Linked DNA regions of Mus musculus: region 2 is linked to region 1. Evidence: chromatin contacts called from public ChIA-PET data. All regions are on one chromosome and are shown on one strand. The core of a region is the stretch at or near the end of the contact, and the rest is flanking DNA. Distances in the headings are between cores, read along the strand shown. Region 1 overlaps Il12rb2 (interleukin 12 receptor, beta 2). Region 2 holds the start of Tacstd2 (tumor-associated calcium signal transducer 2).

Region 1 (7,055 bases), core at 2,838-5,337:
ATGGTAAGGAAAAGTTACACAGACCTCTGACATTCATTGAGACATCTATCAGGCAAATTCTTAATGTACATTAAAAGTATTTTCTCCCCCCCCCCCCACTCCCAACGTGTTAATGTCTCGGTGGTTCTTATAAAGGTTATGCTAGAGTAGAGGTTAGGAAGCATTACAGCCGAACAGGTGACAGGTGATGTGGCCAGGCACTGTACTGGGAAGCCCTTGCCAAGTTGGTTGTAGTATAATACCAAGGGATAAGAGAATCTTATGAGAGAGTATGGAAGAGGCCTTATATAGGTCTTTAAATGAGTTTAATGAGCTGAGAATTAAATAGGTAGAGCTTTGAGGGAAGAGAAAATCCATCAAGAGTACATCAATTCATGACATTGCTGGTGAATTGGCCCAAGAAAAGGTAGCCTTGTAATGGCAGTCGACTAAGAATGCTTATGTGCAAACTGATAGCTTCAATTTCTAGAGGTGCATAGAAAGTTTGGTAAACAAAGACAAGTTTATAGGACTGGGTTATATGGGCATGTTGCTAATTTGTTATGTTAGAAAAAGAAGTACAGATTTGCAATAGATACTTTGTTAAATGAAAACATCAAACAGAAAAGTAGTGTTAATGGAGAGGATGGGTTGGAGATGATGAGGGTTGATATTTTAAAGAAAAAAAAAACTGTCTTGAACCTTTCAAGTGGCACTGGACGTAATCAGTGGTATGATAGGAGAGCATGCTAAGTCAGGCCATAGTTAGGAAGAAACATCAGCAAGGTATGGGTTCTTGTAGACCAGAGATAAGTGGTGTTGAAGGCAGCACATGATATAATTAGTTAAATGGAATAAGCACAGAGGCAATTTTCCATCAAACCGATAGAGATTGACAGATGTTGAAACTGTGTGTGTGTGTGTGTGTGTGTGTGTGTGTGTGAGAGAGAGAGAGAGAGAGAGAGAGAGAGAGAGAGAGAGAGAGAGAGGGAGGGAGAGAGGAGGACGATGAGCATGACTATCTTGGGGTCCTTTCTATATGATATCAGTGTTGGTGTATTGCCACCTTATCCATAAGACTTAAGTACCTATGGTGAAGCTAATTTTATCCAGAGACAGCTGGCTTGTCTTCACTGTCACAGACCTTTGGAGTAGGAACTGGGCAGATAAAATGAGGTACGTTGGCTTTCTAGTATCAAGCCTCATTACTCATGAGGGAGTCATAGCCCATCTTTAACCGATCTAGAGTCAGCCGCTCACCACCGAAGATGAGTGGGCGGAGAGAACTTGATGCAAAAATGGAAAGAGAAATATGTTGATGCTCCAGGTCAAAAGAATCAGTTGGGTCAGCCTCATGTGGTGACAGATCTTCTATGTTGGAGGGTAAATAGCCTTCATGGCTAGGAAGGTAGTTCACTGGGGTGACTGTCAAGGGGCTGGTCAGGTTGGCCAGTTTTGAGTCAGGGTCTCTGCTTTCTAGCACCTTGTATAGGTTCACTAGTTGTCTGGTCTCAGCTGTGAGAGTTCCTGTAGCTTGTGGATTGGCAATATACATTGCATCTTGCTTGGAGGTAGAGTAGCCTTGGAATCCTTGGCCTCTTTTGAAGTAATATGGTTGTCTGACAACTGGGATCATGTGGTAGAGGACTTCATGGATGATCAGGGGCTCAGGCTCTTCAGGAGTGGGCCATGCCATCAGGAGATTATCCGTAGGTAGCTGGATCTTCTCCTGTGAGAAGAGTAGATGTATAGGTTACTTTGACAGCCCATTTCTCCAGGTTTCCGGAACCTCACCCTGCTGCCCTGCTTCAGCCTGGTGAGAAACTATGGGCCTTTAAATTTTGGAGGGGCCAGAGCCAGATTTCACTCTCATCCACCTCCTACCCTATCACTGCCATTCTCCAGCCAAGGAGAGATTCATTGCTCAGCCTCAGGCCACTTGCTTCCCCCCCCCCCTCCTAGTAGGAAAGGCAGAAAGAAAAAACTTAGGGCAGTCTGGAGAGAAGGATGGAGTATTGGAGGTCGAGGGAAATTGGTGAACTAAGCCTTCTAGTTTGTTGCCCATTACCCTTTTGTTGAGAATCAAACTCAGTTTGTGTAGGATAAGGCATATGCTTTACACTCACTGGATCACACCCCTAGCCCTGTTAGTACTAGAAAAGAAAAAAGGATTTAGAAATGGGAAAGGCTACTCACGAAGCACTTTTATTAAAGACCGCTATGTAGCCCTGGCTAGCTTGGATCTCTACCTCCTGTGTACTAGGATTAAAAATGTGATTAAAGGCATCATAACATCTTCATCGTACTTTGGGGATATGCTAAGGGGCTTGGACTTTGGACTTCCATGGTTTCAGGTAAGGAAACATGTCAGATTTGGCAATTAGGAAAGATCACTTGAAAGCCAGGTATGGTGGCGCACGCCTTTTAATCCCAGCACTTGGGAGGCAGAGAGAGGCAGGCAGATTTCTACAGCCTGGTCTACAGAGTGAATTCCAGGACAGCCAGGACTACACAGAGAAACCCTGTCTCTCTCCAGCCCATATAAGAAACAGTTTTTCTTTTTCACAATTCACTGATTATTTGTACAAAGTAATACAAGTACATAGTTAAGAGGTCAAAAAGAATATGCAATAAAGATGAAAAGGCTTCCTATTCTCAACTTCTCTCCAGAGGTAGCTACCGTAATAATCAATGTTTGTATTTGGCTGGCTTCTGTAAGGGCTATCTCTGTCATACCCAGGATCACTAACTACATTAAGCAATTATTATAATTTGTGTGTGTGTGTGTAGAGAGAGAGAGAGAGAGAGGTCTTATGATAGCCCACACTGGTACTCCTGCTTTGACCTCCCTAGTACCGAGATTATAACACCACTACCATCACCACATACACTTAGACATGGTTAAAAAACCCTTTAAGCACATATAGGCGTCTTCATGCATGTTTTACTTGAACTTACATTGTGGTGAATGTACTTCTGCCATGTGACTTTTGGCATGTGTTTATATGACAGTTTCTGTTACTCTACTGTCTAAACCTTTGGGCATCTTAGCATTTTATCAGGGCTTGTAGAATCTCTTTGTCTCTCTTTCCCAATCAGAGTTCATGGTTATAGTATGAAGAGCAGTGCTTTCACCTAGGAGAGAGTTGGCTCCCACTGTGATTTAGGCTTCTATACCTAAAACATTCTAATGTTCAGCTCAGTTGGTTCAAATCCTGGTACTTGAATCCACACCAGCAAGGCATTTATTAAAGCTTTGTGGCTTTCTGTTGTGTCTTTTGACCATTGTGTCATTATCACTATACTTGCTCTTGTTACCTAAACAAAAATCCTTTAATAGAAGTCTTCAAGTATGGTTATTCTTGGGAAGGAAATGAAAACTGAAAAGAAATGGACATGGACTCCAAGCATTGGGAGCCTGAGGCATTTGGGATCTCATGATTTTGAGGCCAACCAGAGCTACAGAGTAAAGTTCTATTCTTGCTGTAGTATGCAATATAATGGTGCTTGGTGTTTAGATAACTTGGACAAGTTACCCAACACACACACACACACACACACACACACACACACAGAGTAGCATACCCAACACACACACACACACACAGAGTAGCAACAGGTCGGACCCTTCAGACCCAATGGCAAAAACGCTGCACTGATTTACAGTCCTAAAGCAGAGATGCCTAGGATCAGTTCCTTTAAGTAGAGGCAGGATCACTGGCTTCTGGCTTAAGGAAATAATTCAAGAGAAGAATCTTGAAGAAAATTTTCAGTCTTCAGCATCAGGAAAGATTCTCTTGTCTGCTGAGCCAGCTCTTTCATAAAGCTTTACATATGGCTTCCCACAAAACCCAAAGCCAATTGTTTGTTCCTCTGTGCTGTGCTTCAGCAGGATTGGGAAAGTTAACTTCAGTTACCCTGAGTTTGGATCAGTTATCTGAGGACTGGCCTGATTGGCAAGACCCACTTGCTTTCTCTTTGAAATAAGTTGGAGTGAGGAAGAACATGGAAGCTCATGGGAGAATAAAGCCTGGTGGATTTTGTGCTCATGGGCTTCAGAAGTTCTCGTGATGGCTCCTTAGCAACTCAGCTCACCCACAGAATTTCCTTCCTGCCTGGGGTGGGGGTGGGGGTGGGGGTGGGGGTTCCTTAGCTGTGTTCATCACTAGCACTACACTGGCTGCCAATGTGATTTGTACCTTACCTCCAGAATGGGATACTTCTTTACCCAAGTGCTGTTTGCTGGATCTGGAATGGTTCTGCTATACCATTGAGGTTTGAGAGTAGACAGGAGAGTAAATGCCCTACAGATAAGAAAACAGTTACATTTAGTTAAATATGTCTACAAAGACAGGTGCACAGTCTTTCAATGCAGTTAATTCATGGGAGAAGAATCTTTTGTTCGGAAAGCAAATTGCAATCCCTCAAAAAAAGCATTAGCTAAGGCTTCCTTGGATTGGTGGCATGCTGCGGCCACTTAGAATTTGCTAAATAAACTAAAAACAAAATTTGTTTTCATTTAATTTTTAGCGGTTTGTCACTATCTAGCCATGTATTAATTCAGCAAATAGCATTAAACTAAATATGTGACCAGTAGGGTGGCACATGCTGGAAATAGAGCCAAGTAGAAGGCATTGTTCATAGACCTGGGGATCTTACTAATGAGCTAATAAAAATATTTACAGTTTATGATAAAATTGTTACAATGAAGGTTTAAGTAGGATAAGAGTAATAACTTGAATATAGTGTTTAAAATGCTATGAAAAAGGTATTCTAGAGAAATATCTGTTAACAGTGGTTATACTATTAACATAGTAACATAAAGATAGGTCTTTTAATGTGATGAGGAAAAATTCAAGAAACTTATAAATGCACATTATTTAAACCAATAAGACTGATAAACTTTGATGAGAAAGGTTAGGTCCTGGTTCTCAGCCTTCCTAATGCTGCCACCCTTTAATACAGTTCTTTATGTTGTAGTTACCCCAATCCATGAAATTATCTTGTTGCTACTTCATAACTATAATGTTGTGCTGTTATGAATCATGTAAATATCAGATATGCAGGATATATGACATGCAACCACTGTGAAAGGGTTATTCAACACCCCTCCCCCAGGGGGCTGTGACCCATAGCTGAGGACCACTGTGTTAGATGGATTCGCTATCTGGCAATAGTGGGTAGTAGTCGTTTGGATGTGATTCTCTTTGACTCCTGAGATAAACTTTATCGAAGTCTTTTTAGAAAATTATTTGTTTTTGCCTTCTTATGTGTAAGAGTGTTTTGCCTGGTTCCTCCAGAGGTCAGAAGAGGGCACCAGATCCCCAGGAACTAGCGTAACAGATGGCTATGAGCCGCTATGTAGGTTCTGGGAAATGAACCTGACCCCCATACAAAGAGCAACTAGTGCTTTCAAGTGCTGAGCCAGTGTCTCTAGCCCCTTCCAAAGTAGTTTTTTTGTTGTTGTTGTTTTTTTGTTTTGTTTTTTTTTGAGACAGGGTTTCTCTGTATAGCCCTGGCTGTCCCGGAACTCACTTTGTAGACCAGGCTGGCTTCAAACTCAGAAATCCACCCGCCTCTGCTTCCTGAGTGCTGGGATTAAAGGCATGCGCCACCATGCCCAGCTCTTAAAGACCTCTACTTTGAGGCTCTTTTGATAGATCTGCCAGACAAAGTGCACTAGCTGACAGAATACTGAGCTAGTTCTATTTGGTACCTATTACTTGGCATCTGAAGACATCTTTGTGTTGAAAATGAACTGATTATTTTTCTTTTACAATGTAGTTTTTTTTAAGATTTACTTATTACTATATCAAAGTACACTGTAGCTGTATTCAGATCTCATTATGGATGATTGTGAGCCACCACGTGGTTACTGGGATTTGAACTCAGGACCTTTGGAAGAGCAGTCGATGCTTTTAACCACTGAGCCATCTCTCCATCCCAATGTAGTTCTTTTTTAAGACTACGCTTAAAAAGGATTTAAATTATTATTTTGTATTGGTGTGGGTTTGCATGTGCTATTATGCATGTGAAGTCAAAGAACAACTTGGTAGTGGGTTCTAGAGATCAAAAGTCATCAGCCTTGGTAACAAGTGCCTTTACCCACTGAGATCTATCTTGTCAGCCCATTTTTTTATCAAATAAATAGAATTAAAGTCACCTATCGTTTTGTTCCCAAATATAATCACCATTTAATACTGTGTAATGTATCTTTGGAGCAGAGCGCTCATTGCCATTGACTTATTTCCTCCTTTTTCTACAGTTCAGGATCTTGCTTTATTGAAATAACAGTAAGTTCAGCTAAAAGACTACAGTGTTAATCCATCTTGCCTCACCAGGTTCTGTCTATTGAGATTTAACTAAAAGTATCATGTACAACTTCTTCAAAGCTCCTGAAAGGGGACGTATTGTCACTCTTTTCCTATTTCCCTCGATTGTAGAATATAGTGGCACACAGCTGTGAGATCACAGAGTGAAAGCTCACAAGGAAGCTATGGGATGATATAGTGCAACATCTCATCCAAGTCAGGATAGTGCACTAGGAAAATTGTCCGGGCCAACCATGGAGCCACAAAAGCAACCCATTACCTAGGTTTCTTTATCCAGCTGAGAACCTGCTATGACAGCTTACATGGATTTTGGCTTTGGGGATTTTAAAATGTAAACTTTTAAAATTTTTGATATGCATTCAGCCACAATGGTTGAATAAATTTATCCTATCACTGCAGTGATGGTTTATATTTTTGAAATGCATTTATAGGACTGGGGAGATGGCTCTTAGTGGGTACTAGTATTTCTGTGCATGTATGAGGATCTGGTTCACTTCCTTGCGACACACATAAAAGCCAGGTATTGCCAGCTGTGTGTGCCTGTAAACTCAGTATTGCAGGGAGGAAACAACAGAATCCTGGGAGCTGGCTGGTCATCAGCCTAGCTAAAATGTCAACCTTGGAGTCAATGAAAGATCCTCAAAGCATATAAGGCTGAAAGCATATAGGAAGACACTCAACATCTTCCTCTGCCCTCCACATACCTATGCATAGCTGCATGCTTCCCCTTATATGCACACACCT
Region 2 (7,055 bases), core at 1,867-4,366, 240 kb after region 1:
AAAGTGAGGGAACAGGAAGCTTTAAGCTTGATGTAATTGGTGAGTGGCTTGTACAGCCAATGGCAAGAAGACCGATGTGCTCATAAATATGGGTTTAGGGAAGTTGCTTAACAGTCTCACCACCAAGATTAATATTGCCCAACAGCTAAATGAGACTAGCACCTCCTACATCACAGTAGGACTCTTACGAGAAAACACTTATGAAATGGAGCCTCGATTGGTCGCGCACTTGAGCAGAATGTGGAGGTTAGCCTGGAGAAATAGGGTACCAAACCAAAGCGGAACCCCCATGTCTGCCATCTAGTTGGCAGAGCAAGTGTCGCTGTCCTGCGCGGAGGCGAAGCGACGCATCACATTTAGCATCCGCTGTCCTAGAGTGAACCCGGGCCCTAGCCTCAGAGGGATCCGTGCAGACGTGGGATACAGCAGGCTCAGGCTAGGTGTTGGGACACTGCGGTGGCTGGGCCGCTCCCTTTAGCCCTTACTCTCTGCCAGACCAGACTGACTGGTTCCAGCAGCTCACCCAAAGGAATTTGGGTGGCCATCCCTCTCTGTGGAGTACCGCCCCCGCCTCCCACCCGGTGCGATAACATCAAACTGCACCCGCCTCTGGGCTAACGAAAGCCAGGAGAGGAAACCGATACTCGCCTGCCCGCCTAGGCTCCACCTCTCGCGGCTTCCATTGCTAGGCAACTACACCTCTCACCTCTTGGGAAACACTGGAGAACTAGCAGTAAATGTTAGAATTTCAGGAAAGTATCCAGAGCTGCTACCCCACCTCATTCTCCCATGCTTCTCTCATTCTCCCAACTTCTACCTTTAGGTTTTTCCTCCCTTTTGCCTCCCCCCTTCCTCCAACTCCCAATAGCAAGCCTTTATACAATCTGTCGCCAGAAAGTGTGTGCCCTCACAAAAGAAAAGCAGACTCTCATTCCTACTCTTCAGAAGATGAGTCTCAGAGACCTGAAGTTGCCCAGTCATTTATATCCTAGGACTGCTGGGGGTGGGGGGTGGGGGTGGGCTTTGCGCCTTCACGTGGTTTAAAACCCACAAAGGAAGGTGTGCCTGTTAATAAGCAGGCAAAGGCTGCGTCCATCTCCCACTCCTGTTCAGATCTGAAGGCGGTTAGTTTTAGCAACTTCCTTCAAAGGAACAGCAACCTCAAAGTTTACATTTTTCCCTCTACCCACTGCTGAGGATGGGACCGAGGGCCGGGTCAGATGCGAGGCAAGCACACTAGCCCAGTCTCTAGGAAACACCAGAGTATCAACAGTAAATGTTAGGATTTCACAAGGAAGGAAGCATTAGAATTTAAAATATAAAATTCAAGCATTAGACAAAGGAGAACAATAAAATGATATAAATCTGGAGGGATTTTTCACACAGCCTATCTTTTTAGGTGTGCCTTTCCCATATTTTATTAAACTCGAGTTGTTGTTTTAAAAAACAGCAGCATTATCAAAGACACATCTGTACAAACATTTTACAAAAGAGAACTCTCTAGGATCAGCTACATCAAGGACAAGCAGAAAAATAGATGCAGTCCAACAAAGACATTGAAAATGACTTCAGACGTTGGAAATGCCTTTTCTTATACAAACGATGGCAGATGAACACTGCGCAGGATCAATTAGTGAGTGAACTGCTCTTCCTTTCCTGAAGGTTGGGAGGCAGGGAGCGAATGGGTCACCAACAACCCGGATAGCCAAATCGCCGCTTTCCCATTTCAAACCGTTTAAGTCTTTGGGTAGATTCAAGTCGCTGGGAAACAAGTGGGCTGCCTGGCACTAGCTTCTTAACCAAGCTATCTAGCCTTTGCTTAACTCTCCCGGTCAGGTTTCCAGTGACTAGACAAGGAATTTCAGAAATGCGTCCTTAAAAAACCAAGGGCGAGGGAGGTGACCTGAGCTCAGCATCTAGAGAACTTGTTTGTGGAGAGAGAAGGAAGAGGTCAAAGCTGGGAGGAAAATTACCTCCTGACTGAGAATTAACAGGCCAACCCATCTGGTCTGAGGTGCCGAGGAAGTCGGGGCATCCTACAGGAAACCTACAAGCTAGGTTCGCTTCTCATCTCCCCCAGCTCCTTAAGCTCCACCTTTTTGTATTTGCCCGACTTCCTCCGTTTGGTGACCACCAAGACCACCACACCAGCCACTACCGCTACCGAGACGACAGCGATGACGGCAATGACGCCGGCGGTGAGGCGCTTCATGGAGAACTGGGGGGGCTTCTCGTCCAGGTAGTAGATGAGCGTCCGCTCCACATGCAGGGGTTCCCCACGCACCTGCACGTCCAGGCCGCGGCGGCCCATGAACAGTGACTCGCCTTTAATGTCCCTTTCGAAGTAGTAGGCGGCATCAGCGATGTCCACGTCTCTCAAGCCCTTCTGCGACGCGTTCTGCCGAAGCTCTATCTGAATGGTGGGCTCCTCATAGTGTACCGCGGATAGGAAGCTGGGGTGCAGCTTGTAGCGTTCTTGGAAGAGCCGCCGCAGCTCGGAGTCTAGGTCAGAGTGGTTGAAGGCTCGGTCGGTCGGGCGGTGGCGCAACTCAATGAGGATGTGGTGGGTTCGCACCACTTCGTCGCAGCGCAGGCTTTGGTCTCCCTTGTCCGTGCGGCGCACGCCCACCGAGTTTACGCACCAGCACACCGAGGTCTGGTTGCACTGGCGCGCCTTGAAGCGGCCCTTGTCGTCACACTCCGGGTCGTAGAGGCCATCGTTGTCCAGTATCGCGTGCTCGCTCGGCATCACCAGGCTGCGGCCGCTCTTCCGGGCGCTCATGCGCGCCTTGAGCAGCAGGCACTTGGAAGTTAGCGTGGAGCAGTCGACCAATACCTGTGAGCCCATTGCCCGACATTGGCAGACCCCGCCTGGGCCATTTGTGTCGCAGACCGTCATCTTGTTGGTGGGGCATGTACAGTTGCTCTGAGCCGTGCAAAAGCGGGTCGCCATCGCCAGCAGTAGCAGTAGCAGCGGTGCTAGATCCAAGCCCCTCGCCATGGTGGGGTGGAGTAGAATGGACCTCCAACTACAGACCAGAGGCAGGGATTCTGAAGGATCAGGCTGGGTAGGACACTGCAGGCGACTCCTGCCGGGCTTTTCCCTCCAGCTCTTATAAGCTCCTGTACCTGTAGGACTGGTTAGCTAGTGACTCACTCAATGGAATTTGGGTGGCGCTCCCTATTCCCAGGTCCCGCGGAAGAAGCCGGCAGCCCTGAGCTGCCTGAGATAGAATCAGGCAGGGGAGATTGCTCCTGCCATCTGCTGACCAAAACCCCATAGAGGAAACCAGTACTTACCTGGCCGCACCCCTCCTCATAGCTCAGAACCAGGGCGTCCCACCTTTCCTAGTGCACCTCAGGAGTTTCTCCAGAGGCCCAGCTCCCGACTCTCACGTCCCTACAATTCCAGACCCCATAATCCCGTACCTTCTTTTTCTCTCAACTCCTATCTTCAGTTTCGTTCCTTCCCTCTCTTCTTGCTCCAGAACACCTTATAACACAGTTAAACAGTTCACTGACATAAACCTGATCACATGCCTTTGTCTGTAAACCCTATTCTAGGTGAGATGGTGCAGCTGAGGCAGGGAGACCTGAAGTCACCCAGCCACTGATTTCCCAGGATTCTCCCTGGGCTTTCTGCTTGGCTTTAAGAACTATAAATGAGTATTTACAAAAACAAAATGTTGCAGCATCTGAAGACAGGCTAGTTAAAACAATTCTATTGCTACATCACCTGCACAGCACAATCCAGTTGTCATGGTGTGCCACATATGAAAAGTCCTATTGAACAATGCATATGCCTGTACTTGTGTAAGATAAATGAAAAGAAAAAAAATTGTAGAGTAAGCCAGTCCACTAGGAGAGATGTACAATTTGATTCTAAGAGAGGCAATTTTTTATTTTCTTTCCCTGTATTGAATGATATAACGAGAGAAGGGAGCCTGTGAGAAACTGTGCTTCTTTAATAGGATGAAGGAGCGACACTCTCTTTTAGAATCTAGAGAAAGTCCACCGCTCAAAGCTGTGGTAAAATTAACAATAATTAACAAACTATAATTATTTCCAGGCCCACCTTCAAAATACATTTTATATATATCAGCATTTAATGTACGCCACTAGAATACTGAACAAGGGTGTCATTTGACTCATGGTAGCCAGTTGGGCCTCTCTGCACCATTAATTTTCAAGCAATTCCTGAGGCAGACAGATACAAACATATTATTTTGTCTTTACAGACAGAGGAAGTCGAGACACGAGGGACAAATGCTTACCCAATAGCAGTAGGAGATCTCGGTACACACCTCTGATTTCTACCCCCACTGTCTCTTGAACAACTAGCTTATCCTGTCCAGCTTCCACCCACCTTGCCTCAGAGAAAGATCTAAAGCACAAATGTGTGCACATCTTCTTTTTTGTTGAGAATACTCTCTCTCTCTCTCTCTCTCTCTCTCTCTCTCTCTCTCTCTCTCTCTCTCTGTGTGTGTGTGTGTATGTACAGGTAAGGAGACATCTTGGCTCTAAGAACAGAGTTCATATTTTATGAACTGGTGCACAGTGCCAACTGCTGTCATAGTTACTGCCATCATCATTGTATCCCTGCAAACTTCTCAGACGTCCACCAGCCTTTGCAGAGTTTGGTACCTAGAATCTCCTTTTCTTTATCTGTTTCAGTATACAATTGTGATTTTCTGCTCAACTCCTTGGTTACTTTCAGGAAGCTTTTTCTGATACATCCCTCCCACATCCACTCAGGAATATGTCTTTTGCTTTTACTTCCTTATTTTTTGCATCCTAGGATTAGCAAAAAAAAAAAAAAAAAAAAAAAAAAAAAAAAAAAAAAAATTACCCTTCCTGGGTCTCTGTTGCCCAGAGTAAACTGGGTACATCAGTTTCTGGCTCTGTTTCTTAGATTTTTTTTTTTTCCTGAGAATCAAACTAAATATACAAGGCAGTGAATGGTAAAGCTTGGTAAACTCCAAGACAATGTTATATTCTGTTAAAAAAATTATCCCATCTCCTCACTTTTCAAGTGATTTGCTGGGTGGTCACAATCTACTATCTACTTGTAATACCACCTCATTTTCATTCCCCTGAGTCCCAAGCCATATGGAGGAAAGCTAGTGGGGAGGCAGTCTCAGGGCTGATACATATAGGTAATCATGTGTTGACTACTTAGTTACCTCATGGGATTTTGTTACGTACTGGGAGGAGTGGAAGTGCAGGCATCCAAGCCTGGTATTCTCAATGTGAAGCTAGAGTGAGCAAAGATGACCTTCATATCCCCTGGCTCCCTTCGTTAATAGCTGGTCCTACCAGGCTTTCTCCAACAGGCACAAACCGATCCAGCTCGGATTCTCTCTTCCTCTAATTAAAAGCAAAATCAAGTGCTAGCTTGATTAATTTCTTTGTGTTTTTATTGTAATGTAGAAATACTTAACAAAAGTTTCCCATCATTTCAGGATTGTCCAGTGCTTACAAGGGGCAGCAGCCATGCCAGATTACTGCATCCCTGGCACAGAGTATACAGGAGGCACTAGGTACTGCGTGTTTAATTCACAGTGAATTGTGTCCAGAATGTCACAATATTGATATGACACTCCCTAGAGTGTACATGTGAACTATTTAAGTGTTTATGACCTGGGAGAGATTAATATCACCACATGTGACATCTTTGATTACCATCCCTACCTTAGTCCACCTTCCAAATACATAGTTTTAAGGAAGACTAGATAATGGCGCCCTGAGATTGCATCTACATGTATGCCTGAACACAGAATCTTAATAGTCTTGTGCCTGTAGAAAAGGAGACTATGTTCTGATGAAGGACTGCTTTAGAGATTAGAGTTAGGATTAGGGTTTGGAATGGCCTTTTTATGTTTAGTAGGTTCAATGTTAGGCTTAGAGTTTCTGGTTGGTCGTTAAGACATGTTAGTATTAAATTTAGTGGTTAGGGTTCAGGTTAGTGTTACAATTTGGGTGGGGGTTATGTTTAAGGTTGGTATTTGGGGATTAGGGATAAAGCTAGGAGATAGAATTAGGTTTAGTGTTCGGGTAAAGTATTGGGTCAGTGTTGACTTAGGGTTGGGGCTGAGTTCACTTTAGAGTTATGGTTGGAAAGTTAGGGGTAGGCTTCAGTTTTGGTTAGTGTTATCAGGTTTTGGGCAGATTAGGGTTAGGAGTAGAGAATGAGTTACTGTTAAGGTTTGAGTTTTAAGGTTTGTTTTTAGGGATTACTGTCAGGATTACAGTTAAGGTTTAGTTCATTTGGGTTAGGTTGTAATTAGGGTTAGTGGTAGGGTTCAGAAGAGTTTAGGGTCAATGGTGGGTTAGGATTAAGTTTAAGGGTTAGGGGGTTAAGGTTAGGGATACTGTTCTGAGTTATTGTAAGGCTAGTGTTTGTTAGACAGTTGGCATTGGTAGGGATACTCTTCGGAGTTATTGTAAGACTAGTGTTTGTTAGACAGTTGGCATTGGTAGGGATACTCTTCGGAGTTATTGTAAGACTAGTGTTTGTTAGACAGTTGGCATTGGTAGGGATACTGTTCTGAGTTATTGTAAGGCTAGTGTTAGGAAGTTGGCACTGGGATTATGTTTATGTTTAGATTTAGTGTTGGTTTCAGGTTAGGATTAGAGTTTGGTTTGGGGTAGTATTGGAGTGTTAGGGTTAGGGCAACGTTTATAGTTATATTAAGCTTATTAGTGTTAGTTTTAGGTTTATTGTTAGGATTATATTTTATATAGGGTTAAGGTGGATCAGATGCAGGGTTAAACTTAAGGTGTTGTGAGGGATAGTGGTTAGGGGCAGAATTAGGGTTTCTGGTTGCTGATAAATGTCGGGCCAGTGTTCAATCTAGGGTTAAAATTATGGTGACAGCTAAGATTTGGCTTTGATGTCAATTTAGGTAGAAGTTAGGTGTAGGCTTAGAGTAAGGTTAGAGTTATGGTCAGGATTAAGGTTAGATGTAAATGTGAGTGTTCAATTTGCCTTGGGATTATGGTTAGAGTCAGAGCTAAATTTAGGCTTAGGACTCAGGGAAAAGGAGAGTTTAGTA

The links. ChIA-PET counts read pairs in DNA pulled down with a chosen protein or histone mark.
Region 2: a contact with region 1 is called in an RNA polymerase II ChIA-PET map of memory CD8 T cells, with 3 times the contacts expected there. The contact joins the promoter of Tacstd2 here to the enhancer-like site in region 1. A contact is called at or near these places in 3 of 484 Hi-C or Micro-C datasets (CD4 T cells, CD8 T cells and epidermal suprabasal cells), 2 of 115 datasets of contacts at active chromatin or transcription factors (embryonic stem cells and memory CD8 T cells) and 2 of 9 other capture datasets (adipose tissue and liver).

The regions. Positions count from the first base shown.
Region 1 is chr6:67,291,029-67,298,083 of GRCm38.p6, forward strand. It overlaps Il12rb2 (interleukin 12 receptor, beta 2), which reads right to left. Exons shown (of 16, transcript NM_008354.4): 15 at 4,184-4,283; 16 at 990-1,708. The coding sequence ends at 1,175. Among named protein-coding and RNA genes, the nearest start is that of Serbp1, 28 kb to the left of the region's middle. Within about 2 kb of position 4,088, at least 7 of the 459 cell types and tissues checked have an H3K27ac peak or open chromatin away from gene starts, as enhancers often do. A contact at or near this core is called in memory CD8 T cells, where this site is marked.
Region 2 is chr6:67,532,706-67,539,760 of GRCm38.p6, forward strand. Tacstd2 (tumor-associated calcium signal transducer 2) reads right to left here and starts at 3,117. Exons shown (of 1, transcript NM_020047.3): 1 at 1,354-3,117. The coding sequence starts at 3,001. The coding sequence ends at 2,048.